Regions from separate parts of the Macaca mulatta genome. Here region 2 is linked to region 1. The links are chromatin contacts, called in public Hi-C maps. All regions are on one chromosome and are shown on one strand. Each heading gives the region's core, a stretch centred on a gene start, on an enhancer-like site or on the middle of the called end of the contact. The rest is flanking DNA. Distances are from core to core; before and after follow the strand shown. Region 1 overlaps NPAS1 (neuronal PAS domain protein 1). Region 2 has its middle 7.3 kb from the start of BBC3.

Region 1 (7,005 bases), core at 2,494-4,993:
AGGGTCTCGAATTTGCATCCCTGGAGGGAGCACTGGTGTCTGAGTCTCCACTCGTACAGGGGGCTCGGGTGCAGGGTACCCGTCTTGTCCCGAGGGGCTTCTGGGGCACTAGCTGCCTCCTGAAGGGGTGTAGAGACAGTGCCCGGACTCCGGTGTTCCCCTCTTGGGGTGGGGAAGCTCCGATCCGAGGTTCTCATTCTGACCCCCGACGTTACCATGGGGCGAGGGAACTCGGACCCCAGGGTAGCTGGGCCCCCTACCAGGGAAAAGCGAGCGGGGCGGGTCCGGGGGCGGAGACGCGGCGGGCGGGGCTCCGGCAGACCCCGCCCCCGCCCGCCAGCGCTGGCCGCGCGTCTCCAAGTCTGCGAGGCCGAGGTGGGCGCCGAGAGCCAGGCGCCACAGCCCGCGCGTCTCGCTGCGCCCCGCGCGCCCCGGGGTCTATGGAGCGGCCCCTCCACGCCGCCCGGCCGGCCCCACGCCGCGCCCGGAGCTTGCTCTGCGGCCAAGTAACCGGACTGGCGGTCCTGCGGGTAGGGGAAGCTTGCAGGCTGGCAGGAGGGGGACTTCTGGGTCCCGGAGGAATGGGGGGCTGGAACTCCAGTGTCCTGGGGGCTACGGGGTCGGGACGAGGGTATCCCGAGGCTGGGGGAAGGGGCGCACGGGTGTTTGGGTCCTGGAGAAATCTGGGGCTGGGAGACCTGGACGCGGGGGTCTGGGGCATCTGGACACCTGGCTGGGAGGTTTGGGGGCGGCCTGGTACCAGCATTTAGGGGGTGTTCTGAGCGCCTGGTCCTGGAGGAATGAAGACCTAACTGCAAACGTTCCTGGTTCTAGGGCATCAGGAGACCAGGACACCTGGTCCCTGCGTGTCGGGTCAATCCTGGGGGCGTCCTGGGGCAGAAGCTGTGGCGGCTGCGTCTGGGGCTGGGGCTGGCGCGCCGGGGTCTTCAGGGAGGAAGTTGTGGTCGTGGGGCTGTGGCGGTCCGGACACCTGGCGCCACCCCGAGAGGCTGGGGGTGATCCCTGGGCAGGACACAGGATGGGGGTCCCTGCCCTCTGCCCCCTGCCTCCTTAGCCCAGCCAGGGAAACAGACTGCAGATTCGCGGAGTCCAGACTCCGGTGATGGGCTTGGGGGGCGGGTCCCCGGGGCAGAGGGCTCCGGGGGCTGGAGCGGTGCGTACCTGGCCCGGGAGGCGCCCGCCCCCCGCCCGGCTTGGGCATGCTTGGCACGCAGCGCGCGGGCCGGTTCGATCCGTATGCGCGCCGCGTGCGCCCATTGGTATGCGGGAGCCGGCCCGGCGCGGGCGTGAGGCGGGCGCGCTGGCGGGCGGCGCGGGGGAGGCGGCGGCGGGGCACGTCCTCACCCGGAGCGCCAGCCCCGGGCCGGCTAGGGTGGGAGCTGCGGCCTCTGGACCGAGGCCTCCAGGGAGGGGAAACTGAGGCACCATCCAGCCCCCGTCCCCAGCTCCTTGCTGGGACCCTGAGCCCCGCACGGATCTCAGTTTCCCTAGGTCTCCCGAGGGCACTGAGCGCTGCCTCTGACCCCCTCCTGCTGCAGGAGACTCGGGACTCGGAGCCCGCCTGAGCAAGCCCCCCGGAGATGGCGGCCCCCTATCCCGGCAGTGGCGGCGGAAGCGAGGTCAAATGCGTGGGAGGCCGCGGCGCCAGCGTCCCGTGGGACTTTCTACCCGGGCTGATGGTCAAGGCGCCGTCCGGACCATGGTGAGCAAAGCCCCGCCCTCCTGGCCGCGGCCCCGCCCCCGGGGAGGCGTCCCCGGGACCAATTCACACCCGATGTTCTGTCTCCATGCCAAGGGGCAGTTCACACCCAGCTCCCTGCCCCGCCCCTTGGGGCTGGGTCTTACCTTGAGTTAACTACCGTCCTGAGCCCGCTCTCCTGCGTTCAGCTTCTAGTCCCGGTCCTCGGAATTCACGCCCAACATCTTTAATCTCTCGCCCTTCCTCCTCCTTCCCCCAAGAATTGACACTCGAGGTTCTGTCCCTGGGCCGAAGTGTAGAATCCACACTCCGGTCTGCTCCCACCTGCAGAGGTGTAGAATCCACTCCCAATGTCCGGTCCCGTTCCCAAGGCCCCGGGAGGCGGGGCTCGCCCCCAGTTCCCACGCCCCTGAGCCCCGGGACCCCGCAGACACCTCCTCCGCGCCGCCCGCCCAGCCTGCAGGCGCAGCGCAAGGAGAAGTCCCGGAACGCGGCGCGCTCGCGGCGCGGGAAAGAGAACCTGGAGTTCTTCGAGCTGGCCAAGCTTCTCCCGCTGCCCGGCGCCATCTCGAGCCAGCTGGACAAGGCTTCCATCGTGCGCCTCAGCGTCACCTACCTCCGCCTGCGCCGGTTCGCCGCGCTGGGGGCGCCCCCCTGGGGGCTGAGAGCCGCGGGGCCGCCAGCTGGCCTCGGTGAGTGCGCATGCGCGGTGCAAGGGTCCCAGGGCCCCGGTGGCCAAGTCACTGCAGCCCGGGTCTGAGCTGCGGATCTGCCCTCTCCCAGATGCTTGTCTCTGGAGTCAGCCAGGACTTTTGCGTGCCCCTATCAGGTGGCTTCTGCTCTTCAAGCCTCAGTTTATTAAACTGTCAAATGGGCGCCAGAGGTTGGGAAGATTTCGTGAATTCTGCCCTAAACAAGGTCCTGGCAGTGCTAGGGGTCACTGGTAAATGCTATTCCTGTATTTTATTAGGAGAGAGGAATCATTATTACAACCAAAGAGACTCCCAGCTGCATGAGCGGGACAGAGGAGACCCACCCTGACTTGGGACGCCCACTCGCTAATGGGCGAGAGACCCTGGAGCCAGACCTGAGGGGCCCCAGAGGGGACGCAAGGACTGTACAGTCTGGGCCCCCAGTTGGAGGAGCAAGAGGGAGATAGTGTGATGTGGCGGATGAGATGGGGAACTTCGGGAAGATGCCCCATGTTGCTGTCGCCGCGCAGCCACCCCCCAGATTTGCCACCCCGGGCAGGTCGCCTCACTTCTCTGTGCCTTAATGTGAAGTGGGACAAACGGTCCAACCTCCCCCAGGGGGCTGAGCAGAGAATCAACCAGGTCATATTTGCAAAGTCCCTGGAAGTGCCTAGCTCAGAGCAAGCCACCGCTATGCTGCCAATGCTGTTAGCAGCAGTGACCTGCAGGGCTGCTGGAGGGGTTCGGGGCGTGGAGGAGGGGGCGGTGGGGGCTGCCGCTTTTGGAGCATTTCCTGCCTGTCTGGCACTTTTCTGAGCGCTGGGATCCAGCAGGAGAAACAAACTAGACAGAAGTCCCTGCCCCGGAGCGGCTGGCATCCTAGTGGCCAAGGCACAATAAAGAAATAGGCAAAGTAGTATAATCTAGAATATGTAAAAATATAAACTCTGTAAGATACAGATAAATATCTAAGTTTATTATTATTACTCAGACTTTATTATTGAGACATAGAAGTGTTGTTATGTTGTTATTATTACTTCTATTTTATGTGTTTGTTACAGCTTTGCGGTTATGAGGATAAGGTGTGAGTGGTGTTTATCTGAAGTCTCAGGGCACCCCAGGCTACCCCTGTCCCCACCCCTCCAGGAGAAGAGGGTGTCCTTAGGGTGGGGTTGGAGGGGCTCCAATTCCCCTCCTGCCCCGTCCCAGGGGAAGAGGGGGGAGAGAAAATAGCATTGATTAAGCTCGCAATAAATCACCATTTAAATTTAAATAATCCGGCTTCCCAGGCGGTAATTAGGCGAATTGACTGGCGCGGAGAGAATGCGGCATTAGCGCCGCTGATTACTGTCATTACCGCGAACAACATGTGCGCCGGCGGGGGATAAACATCTTGTCTATTGTCCCCGAGCTGGAGGGGGGGAAGGCGGGGGCTAAGAGAGCCCCGGCGGCGTCCAGCCCCCCATTACCTGGATGGGCATTCCGGGGCTCAGAGGCATCAGGGGCTGGCTGAGGTCACAGCACTGACGTGGCACAGCATGGACTTAATCGACCCCATTTGGGCCACGGTGCCAAGTGGAAGTAGGGTCAGGACAGTGTGGGGGTGCTTGGTACTGCGTGGACTCCTATAGTCCCAAAATTGGGAAATCGGGGATCAGGGGCATTTCTAGCTCTACAGAGTCCCTAACAAGAGGCCAAGCACCTGCTTCCATAGTTCAGAGGAGGAGCTGAGGACAGCGTTTTAGCTGAAGCCACAGAGCAGAGCAGTCGGTCACACTCTCTGAAGGGGAGGGGACTCCCATGCCCTCCTCAGTAATAAGCTGGGCACCATGGCTCACATCCGTAATCCCAGCACTTTGGGGCGCCAAGGTGGGAGGATCGCTTTAGGCCAGGAGTTCGAGACCAGCCAGGGCAACATAGCAAAACCCTGGGCAATATAACAAAACCCTGTCCCTCCAAAAATAAAAATACTGGCCGAGTGAGCGCAGTGGCTCACGCCTGTAATCCCAGCACTTTGGGAGGCCAAGGCGGGCAGATCACGAGGTCAGGAGTTCGAGACCATCCTGGCCAACATGGTAAAACCCCGTCTCTACTAAAATACAAAGAATTAGCTGGGCACGGTGGCATGTGCCTGTAGTCCCCGCTACTCAGTAGGCTGAGGCAGGGGAATTGCTTGAACCCAGGAGGCGAAGATTGCAGTGAGCCGAGATCGCGCCACTGCACTCCAGACTGGTGACAGAGCAAGATTCTGTCTCAAAAAATATATAAAATAAAAATAAATAAATAAATAAATAAATAAATAAATAAATAAGTCAGGTTTGGTGGCGCCCGCCTGTGGTCCCTGATACTGAAGAGGCTGAGGTGGGAGGATTGCTTGAGCTGAGGAGGTTGAGGCTGCAGTGAGTCGTGATCGGGCCACTGCACTCCAGCCTGGGCAACAGAGCAAGACCCAGTACCTAAAATAATAACAACAATAGTGATCATATAGAATGTATGCATCAGACCCTGTGATAAGCCCTGTATACAAAATAACTCTTTTTCAGAGGGAGGCACTATCATGGTTCCCAAGTTACAGATGTGTTTGCCCAAAGTCACACAGCTGGGATTCAAACCCAGATGACCTGGCCCCAACCTCTCAACCATCATATGTGGTCTGTAGGTCTACAGGAATGGGTTCTAGGTCTCTGCCTCGCTAAGCCTCAGTCCACCATCTGCGAAATGGGACAACAGATGTTTGAGTCTAGCCCTGAGCGTCTGAGTCTGGAGAGGAGACAGCCTAAATCTCACGTCAGCATCCCCCATTCCTTTTTTTTTTTTTTTTTTTAACGCAGTTTTGTTCTTGTTGCCCAGGCTGGAGTGCAGTGGTACAACCTCTGCCTCCAGGGTTCAAGCAATTCTCCTGACTCAACCTCCTGAATAGCTAGGATTACAGGTGCCCGCCACCACGCCCAGCTAATTTTTTGTATTTTTAGTAGAGGGGGGGTTTCACCATGTTGGCCAGGCTGGTCTCGAACTCCTAACCTCCTTATCCTCCCAAAGTGCTGGGATTGCAGGCATGAGCCACCGCGCCCGGCTTTTACGGCCTTCTTTCTTCCCATAGCACTTATTGTCATCTGACACTCTGTATTTATCTTGTTATTTTGTGTCATTCACTAACAGCCCCTTGGTTGCTGAGCCTGGAATAGCATCTGGGACACAATGAGGGCTTACTAAATTGTTGAGTGACTGTGGCAGTTGAGGGAAGGAGGGGTGACATCTTTATTTATTTATTTATTTATTTATTTATTTATTTATAGACGGAGTTTCACTCTTGTTGCCCAGACTGGAGTACAATGGTATGACCTCGGCTCACCGCAACCTCCACCTCCTGGGTTCAAGTGATTCTCCTGCTTCAGCCTCCCTAGTAGCTGCGATTACAGGCATGTGCCACCACGCCCGGCTAGTTTTGTATTTTTAGTAGAGACGGGGTTTCTCCATGTTGGTCAGACTGGTCTCGAACTCCCGACCTCAGGTGATCCACCCGCCCCAGCCTCCCGAAGTGCTGGGATTACAGGCATGAGCCACCGCGCCTGGCCCTTTTTAAATTTTTTTGAGACAGGGTCTTGCTCTGTCGCCCAGGCTGGAATGCAGTGGTACTATCTTGGTTCACTGCAGCCTCTGCCTGCTGGGCTCAAGAGAGCCTCCCACTTCAGCCTTCCAAGTAGCCAGGACTACAGGCACATGCCACCACGCCTAGCTACTTTTTGCATTTTTTATAGAGACGAGGTCTTACCATGTTGCCCAAGCTGGTCTCACATTCCTGGGATCAAATGATTTGCCAACCTTGGCCTCCCAAAGTGTTGGGATTACAGGTATGAGCCACTGTGCCCAGCCAGCGGGTGACTTCTTAGCTCACAGGTCAGGCACAGCCTCGCTGAGGAAGTAACTTTTTTTTTTTTTTTTGAGATAGAGTCTTGCTCTGTCACCCAGGCCGGAGTGCAGTGGTGCAATCTCGGCTCACTGCAAAACCTCCACTTCCCAGGTTCAAGTGATTCGCCTGCCTCAGTCTCCCAAGTAGCTGGGTTACAAGCACACGCCACCATGCCCAGCTAATTTTTGTATTTTTAGTAGAGACAGGGTTTCACCATGTTGGCCAGGCTGGTCTTGAACTCCTGACCTCAGGTGATGCACCCACCTCAGCCTCCCAGAGTGCTGGGATTACAGGTGTAAGCCACTGGGCCCAGCCAAGGAAGTAATCCTTGAGCTGAGGCTCCAAAGAGGTGTGGGAGCAGCTGTGAGAAAAGCTGGAAGAGAGTGGCTCAGCAGAGGGAACAGAAGGGGCAAAGGCCCTGAAGCAGGCAGGGATCAGCTTGCTGGGTGCAGAGCCTCATGCACAGTGGTAGGGGTTTGGATGTTACCCGCAGTGAGAGGGGAGTCACGGAGGTGGTGAGGGCGGAAGTAGGAGCCCAGTGAGGATGAGGGTGTGGTGGGCAGCTAGACTGGGCTGGGGCCATGGGTGGTGGGACACAGGTGACATGGTCAGGTCCAACCCCTGAGACTTGCTTAAAATGCATGTGGGTGTGAGAGACACAGAGGGCGGCCTCCAAGAAACCA
Region 2 (7,005 bases), core at 2,719-5,218, 230 kb after region 1:
TGTAATCCCAGCACTTTGGGAGGCCGAGACGGGCGGATCACGAGGTCAGGAGATCAAGACCATCCTGGCTAACACGGTGAAACCCCGTCTCTACTAAAAAAATACAAAAAACTAGCCGGGCGAGGTGGGGGGCGCCTGTAGTCCCAGCTACACGGGAGGCTGAGGCAGGAGAATGGCGTAAACCCGGGAGGCAGAGCTTGCAGTGAGCCGAGATCCGGCCACTGCACTCCAGCCCGGGCGACAGAGCGAGACTCCGTCTCACAAAAAAAAAAAAAAAAAAAAAAAAAAAGAAAGATAATGGGAATCTGGCTTGGTGGCTGGAGGTAGAAAAGACGGGGAGAGGCCAAGAGTCTATTTGGCCATAAGCATTGTCACTAGTCAAAGTCCTCCCTACAGCTAGGCGTGGTGGCTCACGCTTGTAATCCCAGTATTGTGGAAGGCCGAGGAAGGCGGATTGCCTGAGCCCAGGAGTTCCACACCAGCCTGGGCAACATGCAGGAACCTAACTGGGAGGCTGAGGTGGGAGGAACGCTTGAGCCTGTGAGTTCAAGGCTGCAGTCGGCTGTGATCGCACCATTGTACTCCGGCTTGGGCAACAGAGCGAGACCCTATCTCAAAAGCAAAACAAAACACCAGCCTGGCCAACATGGTGAAACCCTGTCTCTACTAAAAATTCAAAAATTAGCTGGGTGCGGTAGCACATGCCTGTAATTCCAGCTACTCAGGAGGCTGAGGCAGAAGAATCGCTTGAACCCGGGAGGCCCAGGTTGCAGTGAGCCAAGATCGTGCTACTGCACTGCAGCCTGGGCGACAGAGCAAGACTCCGTCTCAAAAATAAAGAACCAACCCCCACCCGCAAAACAACAACACAAAACCCTTGTGGGCAAAGAAAAAGAAGTTTGTGGGTGGGTTAAGGGCTGCCTCTTTTTTTTTTTTTTTGAGACAGGGTCTTGCACTGTTGCCCAGGCTGGAGTCTAGTGGCATGATCACAGCTGACTATCACAGCTCACCGCAGCCTCCACCTCCTAGGCTCAAGCAATTCTCCTACCTCAGTTTCCCAAGTAGGTGGGACTACAGGTGCACACCACCACGCCTGGCTAATTTTTTATTTTTATTTTTATTTTTTTTGAGACGGAGTCTCACTCTGCCGCCCAGGCTGGAGTGCAGTGGCCGGATCTCAGCTCACTACAAGCTCCGCCTCCCGGATTTACGCCATTCTCCTGCCTCAGCCTCCCGAGTAGCTGGGACTACAGGCGCCCGCCACCTCGCCTGGCTAGTTTTTTGTATTTTTTAGTAGAGACGGGGTTTCACCATGTTAGCCAGGATGGTCTCAATCTCCTGACCTCGTGATCCGCCCGTCTCGGCCTCCCAAAGTGCTGGGATTACAGGCTTGAGCCACCGTGCCCGGCCTTAATTTTTTAATTTTTTGTAGAGATGAGGTTGTTGCCTGCCCAGGCGTGTTTCGAACTCCTGGCCTGAACCCATTCTCCTGCCTTGGTTTCCCACGCCCGCATACAGTCCTCACAAAAGACTGTGGGCTGTGAGTCTAGATGGCCTGAGTTAGAATCCCCTGTGCCACCTACTGGCTGTGGGTGATGTTGGGGGAATTGGTCACAGCTTTGTGCCTCAGTTTCCTCATCTGTGAGTTAAGACAGCACAGGTCGCTACCTCATAGGATGTGTAGTCAGAAGGTGAATAAAGATAAAACACTGGGCCAGGCACACAGTGGCTCATGCCTGTGATCCCAGCACTCTGAGAGACTGAGGCAGGAGGATCACTTGAGCCCAGGAGTTTCAGACCAGCCTAGGCAACATAGTGAGACCCCCAACTCTACAAAAAATTAAAAAATTAATCAGGTGTGGTGGTGTGCACCTGTGGGCCCAGGTACTTGGGAGGCTGAGGAAGGAGGATCGCTTGAGCCCAGGAGGCCAAGGCCACAGACAGCTATGATCCCATCACTGCACTCCAGCCTGGGCGACAGAGTGAGATTCTGTCTCAAAAATAAATAAATAAATAAAATAAAGAGACCCTGTTTTATAAATAAACAAACAAAAAAATTAAACAATAAAAGTACTGGGGCATGGTGGATGTTTAATATATTTTACCTATCATTACTATTACCAGTGTGGGAGTCCCTTGACTCTGAGAATCCAAGCAAGGAAACCTCTAGCTAAGGACCCCTCTGCCTCTTTTATGAGGCAGGGTCCCACTCTGATACCCAGGCTTGAATGCAGAGACACGATATTGGCTCACTGCAACTTCCGCCTCCCAGGCTTGGGTGATTCTCCTGTCTCAGCCTCCTAAGTAGCTGGGACTACAGGCCCATGCCACCACGCCCAGCTAATTTTTGTATTTTTAGTAAAAATGAGGTTTCACGATTTTGCTCAGGCTGGTCTTGGACTCCTGGGCTCAAGTGATTCCCCCACCTCAGCCTTCCAAAGTACTGGGATTACAGGCATGAACCACTGGGCCCGGTCTGGACCCCTTTTTTTTTTTTTTTGAGAGGAAGTCTCGCTCTGTCACCCAGGCTGGAGTGCGGTGGCACGATCTTGGCTCACTGCGACCTATGCCTCCCAGGTTCAAGCGATTCTCCTGCCTCAGTCTCCTGAGTAGCTAGGGCTACAGGCATGTGCCACCATGCCTGGCTAATTTTTGTGGGGTTTTTTTTTTCTGTTTTTCGGTTTTTTTTTTTTGAGATGGAGTCTCACCGTTGCCCAGGCTTGAGTGCAGTGGTGCGATATCTTGGCTCACTTGCAACCTCCGCCTCCCAGGTTCAAGTAATTCTCCTGCCTCAGCCTCCTGAGTAGCTGGGACTACAGGCATGCACCACCACTTTTGGATAATTTTTGTATTTTTAATAGAGACAGGGTTTTGCCATGTTGGCCAGGCTGGTCTCGAACTCCTGACCCCAGGTGATCCACCTGCCTAGGCCTCCCGAAGTGCTGGGATTCCAGGCCTGAGCCACTGAACCCGGCCCAGGACCCCTATTTTTATGGGGCCAGGATGCCTGCATTCTCTTCTGGGAAGGATCATCAGCCCTATGTTCAAAAACCATGATGCCTGAATCCAGTTTGGGTAGAGACGACCAGTCCCTGTGTTCATGGGGTCAGGATGCCCAGGTCTCCTTCTGGGAGGAAGACAGCTGGTGTCTATTTGCACAGATGCTCATGGTGAGGCCGTGGTCTCAAACTGGTGGCCCACAGGGCGGCCACGAGTGTGTTTTCTTGACTGTGAAGTTTCTTATTTTGAACGTTAATGCCTCTCCCACGGGCTCACAGCACAGAGGAACGATAACGTGCCCGGGCGCTGGAGTCATTTGAACCCGACATGGGTTCAAATTATGACCTTGAGCAAGCAGCTTCCCTGCTCTGTGCCTCAGTTTCCCTCTCTGTCCAAAAGGGATCGGCACAGGCAGGACCAAAAATATTGTGAAGATGAAATGAGTTCGTATTTGTAACATACTTAGAATAGTGCCCGGAGGTAGTAAGCCGGATGTGAAGTGTTGGTGAGACAAAATAGAGCTGGTTGACTGCAGACCTAAAACCGTCTCATCTCCAAGATCTTGTCTGCCATTCTGGGGAAGCAGATTTCGCAGCCTGGGGAGAGGGAGTTGGGAAGGACTTAACTTTTCACTGCAGGGTCTGAGTCCTGGCTTTCCGCGGTGGGGAGGGGGTCTCCCGGGTCCCCTCGGTGTGGTCGACCCTGCAGGCCCGGAGGCTGGACCGGGGCCGGGTGGGGGCTGGGCGGGGGCGCGGGCGTCCGCAGGGTCCGAGCGGCCGGCGCGCGTGTGAAGGTTACCGCTTCCCGGCGGGGCGGGGGCCGCGCGCTGTTGCTGGGGTCTGCGGGGCCTGCCTGCGCCCGCGCCCCCCTTCCTTCCCGGCCAGCCAGTGAGCGGTACCCGCCGCCGTTGCCAGGGGAAACTCGCCGCCCCGTTACCCAGCAACAAGCCTGGCCCAACCAGGCGCGAGGACCCCCTAGGCCCCGCCCGCCGCTGCCCACCGCGTGCCCAATGCCAGGCGGGCAGAGCCGGCCCAGCTCCCGGAGACGGCGAGCGAGCTCATTGGCCACCGCCGCGTCCGCCCGGATCTGGGGGAGCCCTCGGCACGGGGGGCGGGGAGCCGGGCCCCGGGGAGCTGCCGGGCGCGCGGCCTGCAAACCTGCGACCGGCTGGGTGATACCCGGGCTGTGCACCATCCACCTCCCTGCTCCCCTGCCCCGCACTCTCGGGTGAGGATGGGCAGTTGGGATGGGTTGGAAACGGGGTTGCGCATTCTGTTCCTACTCCCAGAATGGCAACCTGGAGTTGGCCTTGTGCAAACAGACACCAAGGGCCCTCCTCCCACAAGGAGACCTGAGCACCCTGACTCCATGAAGACAGGGACTGGTTGTTCCCCCGCCCCACCCCGCAAAACAGGATTAGGTATGGTGGCTCTTGAACATAGCGGCTGAAGTTCCCTTCCAGAATCGAACCCAGGCGTCCTGACCCTATAAAAATAGGGGTGTCACTGCACCCCCAAAGGACGCAGGCATGCCTGAACCCGTGAAAACAAGGATATGAACCCCCTCCTCTTAGGAGATGCAGATGTCCCAGCTCCGGGACACAAAAACTGAGGGTCCCCCCAGAAGGGGACACAGCCATGTCTGATCCCAGGAAAACTAGGGCTAAACATCCCACTTCCACAAGAAACGCGGACTCAGGCCTTTGGGCTCCCGACCCTAAGATGTCACAGAGCTCCTGGGCATCTTGGCCCTCACCACACTGATGATGGGAGACACTCCTGCCCCTAACAGTCACCAGACCCTCAGGCATCCAATTTACCTAGGTGGGACCACCTGCCCAGCCCCAGGGTGCAGACCTGCCCACTTCCCACCCCTATGAGCCCTTTTCTCCGGAGTCCAGGTGGTTGATCTCCCAGGACGTGGGCATCGGACTTCAGAGTCGCTCTCCTTACCTGTTGGCACCGACCCCCCACCCTGCGCCAGGGTCCCAGGCCTCATAGTGCCAAGGACCCCAGAAGTCCAAGCCCCGGGTCTCAGATTCCCCAGACACTTGGTCAAGCGACCCAGCCCCTCACAGTGGTGTAGCTGGGGACGAGGGGGTAGTGGAGAGGTTAGGGGGCCCTCCCCAGTCCCAGACCCCCAGGTCTGGAAGATCCAGCCCTGCAGCACCTTTACTTGGCCCCGTGGATCCGGACTGGGAGCCCCCAGTCTCGAGAGACCCTAACGTGCATGGCTGGGCCACTTCAGAGAGGCCCAATTCCTCAGTCCCCTCCCTCCCCGGGAGACCTAAGGCAGCGCCGCCTGCAGCTCCAGATCCCAGCTCCAGACTTGGTGAGCCCAGGTGCGGCCCGCCCCTACCCTGGTACCTGGCGGGGCGGAGTTGAGGATTACTCAGCCTCCAGAATGAGGCGATGACATCATCCTGGGGGGGGGAGTTGACTAATGGCCGCGCTGGGGGGGGGCGGGGAAGTTTACCCGGTAACAGCGGCTGCCGCACGGCCCCGCCCCCGGGGAAGGGCTGGGAGGGGGAGGCACAGCCCGCGCTGGCGCACACACACACGCACACGCACACACACACACACACACAGCGCATCCCTCCCCCACCGTCCCACATCTAACACAGCTTCCTGGGGCAAGGGCAGGGATGGGCGGGTTGGGTGTTTGTGTGACTGTGTGTGTGCTGGAGTCCTCTGTAGGTCTATGTTAGTGTGCTGTTGTGTCGGGGGTTCACACATTATGGTGGTGGTTGTGTCAGTGTGTGCTATTGTGTGTCACTTGATGGATTGTGTGTCAGTGTGATGGTGTGTGTCAGCATGCTACATTTGTCACAATGCTACATGTCATGGGCTGCTGTGACAATGTGATTGTGTGTCAGTGTACAATTGTGTGATGTTCTGGTGTGCTGTGTGTGATCATGATGGTGTGATGTGTGTGGTTCTGTGCAGCACGCTGGTCTGGCAGTGAGATGTGTGTGCCCATGTGATTGTGTCTCTGTCATGCTGGGATTGTATGTGTGTCAGAGTGATGTTGTGTTAGGAGGAAGATTTGTGAAGGTGCTATGTCACACTGTACTGTCCTGTTGTCGTGGTTGGATGTGTTTGTGTAATGCTGTGTCACTGGGGTTGTGTGTGTATGTCGTGGTGATGGTGTGCACATGTATACAATGCTGTGTGTATGTGGGATTGTGTGCCACTGAGTGTGTCAGTGGTACTTGTGTTGTGGGTGGTGGGACTGTGATTGTGTCACTGTGACAGTGTGTGACCATGTGCTGTGCTGGGTGTCGGGGGAAGATGTGCATACATCCTACTGTTATTGTGTGTGCCTGGACAATGTGGTGCGTGGTGGGACTGTGGGTGTGTGTCACATTGTGATTTTGTCTGAAAAGCATGTCTGTGGGACTGTGTATCACCGACAGTATGTGCCTGTGAAATGCTGTGTGTCACTGTGGTTGTGTGTCATTTTGGTTGTGTGATGTTGTGTGTCCATGGAACTGTGTATGTGTCTAATAGATTGTGTGTGTGCAATATTGTGTCTCACTGTGATTGAATGTGTCACTGTTGCGATTGTATCACTGTGATCTAGTGAGTGTGTTGGGACCAATTTGTTGTGGGATTATGAGTGTCACTGCATTGATTGTATGTCACTGATACTGTGTTTCAGGGTGATGTTGTGTGTTCAAGGGACTGTGCATAACTCATGGAGATTGCATGTGCCTGGGCAGCACTGTGTGGACCTGTGGTTGTGGGTCTGGGGAGTGCTATGTGTCCTGGGACTGTCTGTGTCACTGAGGTTTTTTGTTTTTTGAGACGGAGTTTTGCTATTGTTGTCCAAGTTGGAGTGCAGTGGCAGTGATCTTGGCTCATTGCAACCTCCACCTCCCGGGTTCAAGCGAATCTCCTGCCTCAGACTCCCAAGTAGCTGGGACTACAGGTGCATACCACCACGCCCAGCTAATTTCGTATTTTTAGTAGAGACGGGGCTTCACCACGTTGGTTAGGCTGGTCT

The links. A called contact is a pair of places that touch in the nucleus more often than the background predicts.
Region 2: a contact with region 1 is called in a Hi-C map of fetal cortex germinal zone, with 2.3 times the contacts expected there. The contact joins two enhancer-like sites. A contact is called at or near these places in 3 of 14 Hi-C or Micro-C datasets (fetal cortex germinal zone, fetal cortical plate and liver).

Annotation. Positions count from the first base shown.
Region 1 is chr19:59,501,033-59,508,037 of T2T-MMU8v2.0, forward strand. NPAS1 (neuronal PAS domain protein 1) reads left to right here. Exons shown (of 13, transcript XM_077980601.1): 3 at 1,560-1,723; 4 at 2,177-2,412. The coding sequence starts at 1,602. Among named protein-coding and RNA genes, the nearest start is that of NPAS1, 15 kb to the left of the region's middle. Within about 2 kb of position 3,744, at least 4 of the 40 cell types and tissues checked have an H3K27ac peak or open chromatin away from gene starts, as enhancers often do. A contact at or near this core is called in fetal cortex germinal zone, where this site is marked.
Region 2 is chr19:59,727,168-59,734,172 of T2T-MMU8v2.0, forward strand. No RefSeq gene overlaps it. Among named protein-coding and RNA genes, the nearest start is that of BBC3, 7.3 kb to the left of the region's middle. Within about 2 kb of position 3,969, at least 22 of the 40 cell types and tissues checked have an H3K27ac peak or open chromatin away from gene starts, as enhancers often do. A contact at or near this core is called in fetal cortex germinal zone, where this site is marked.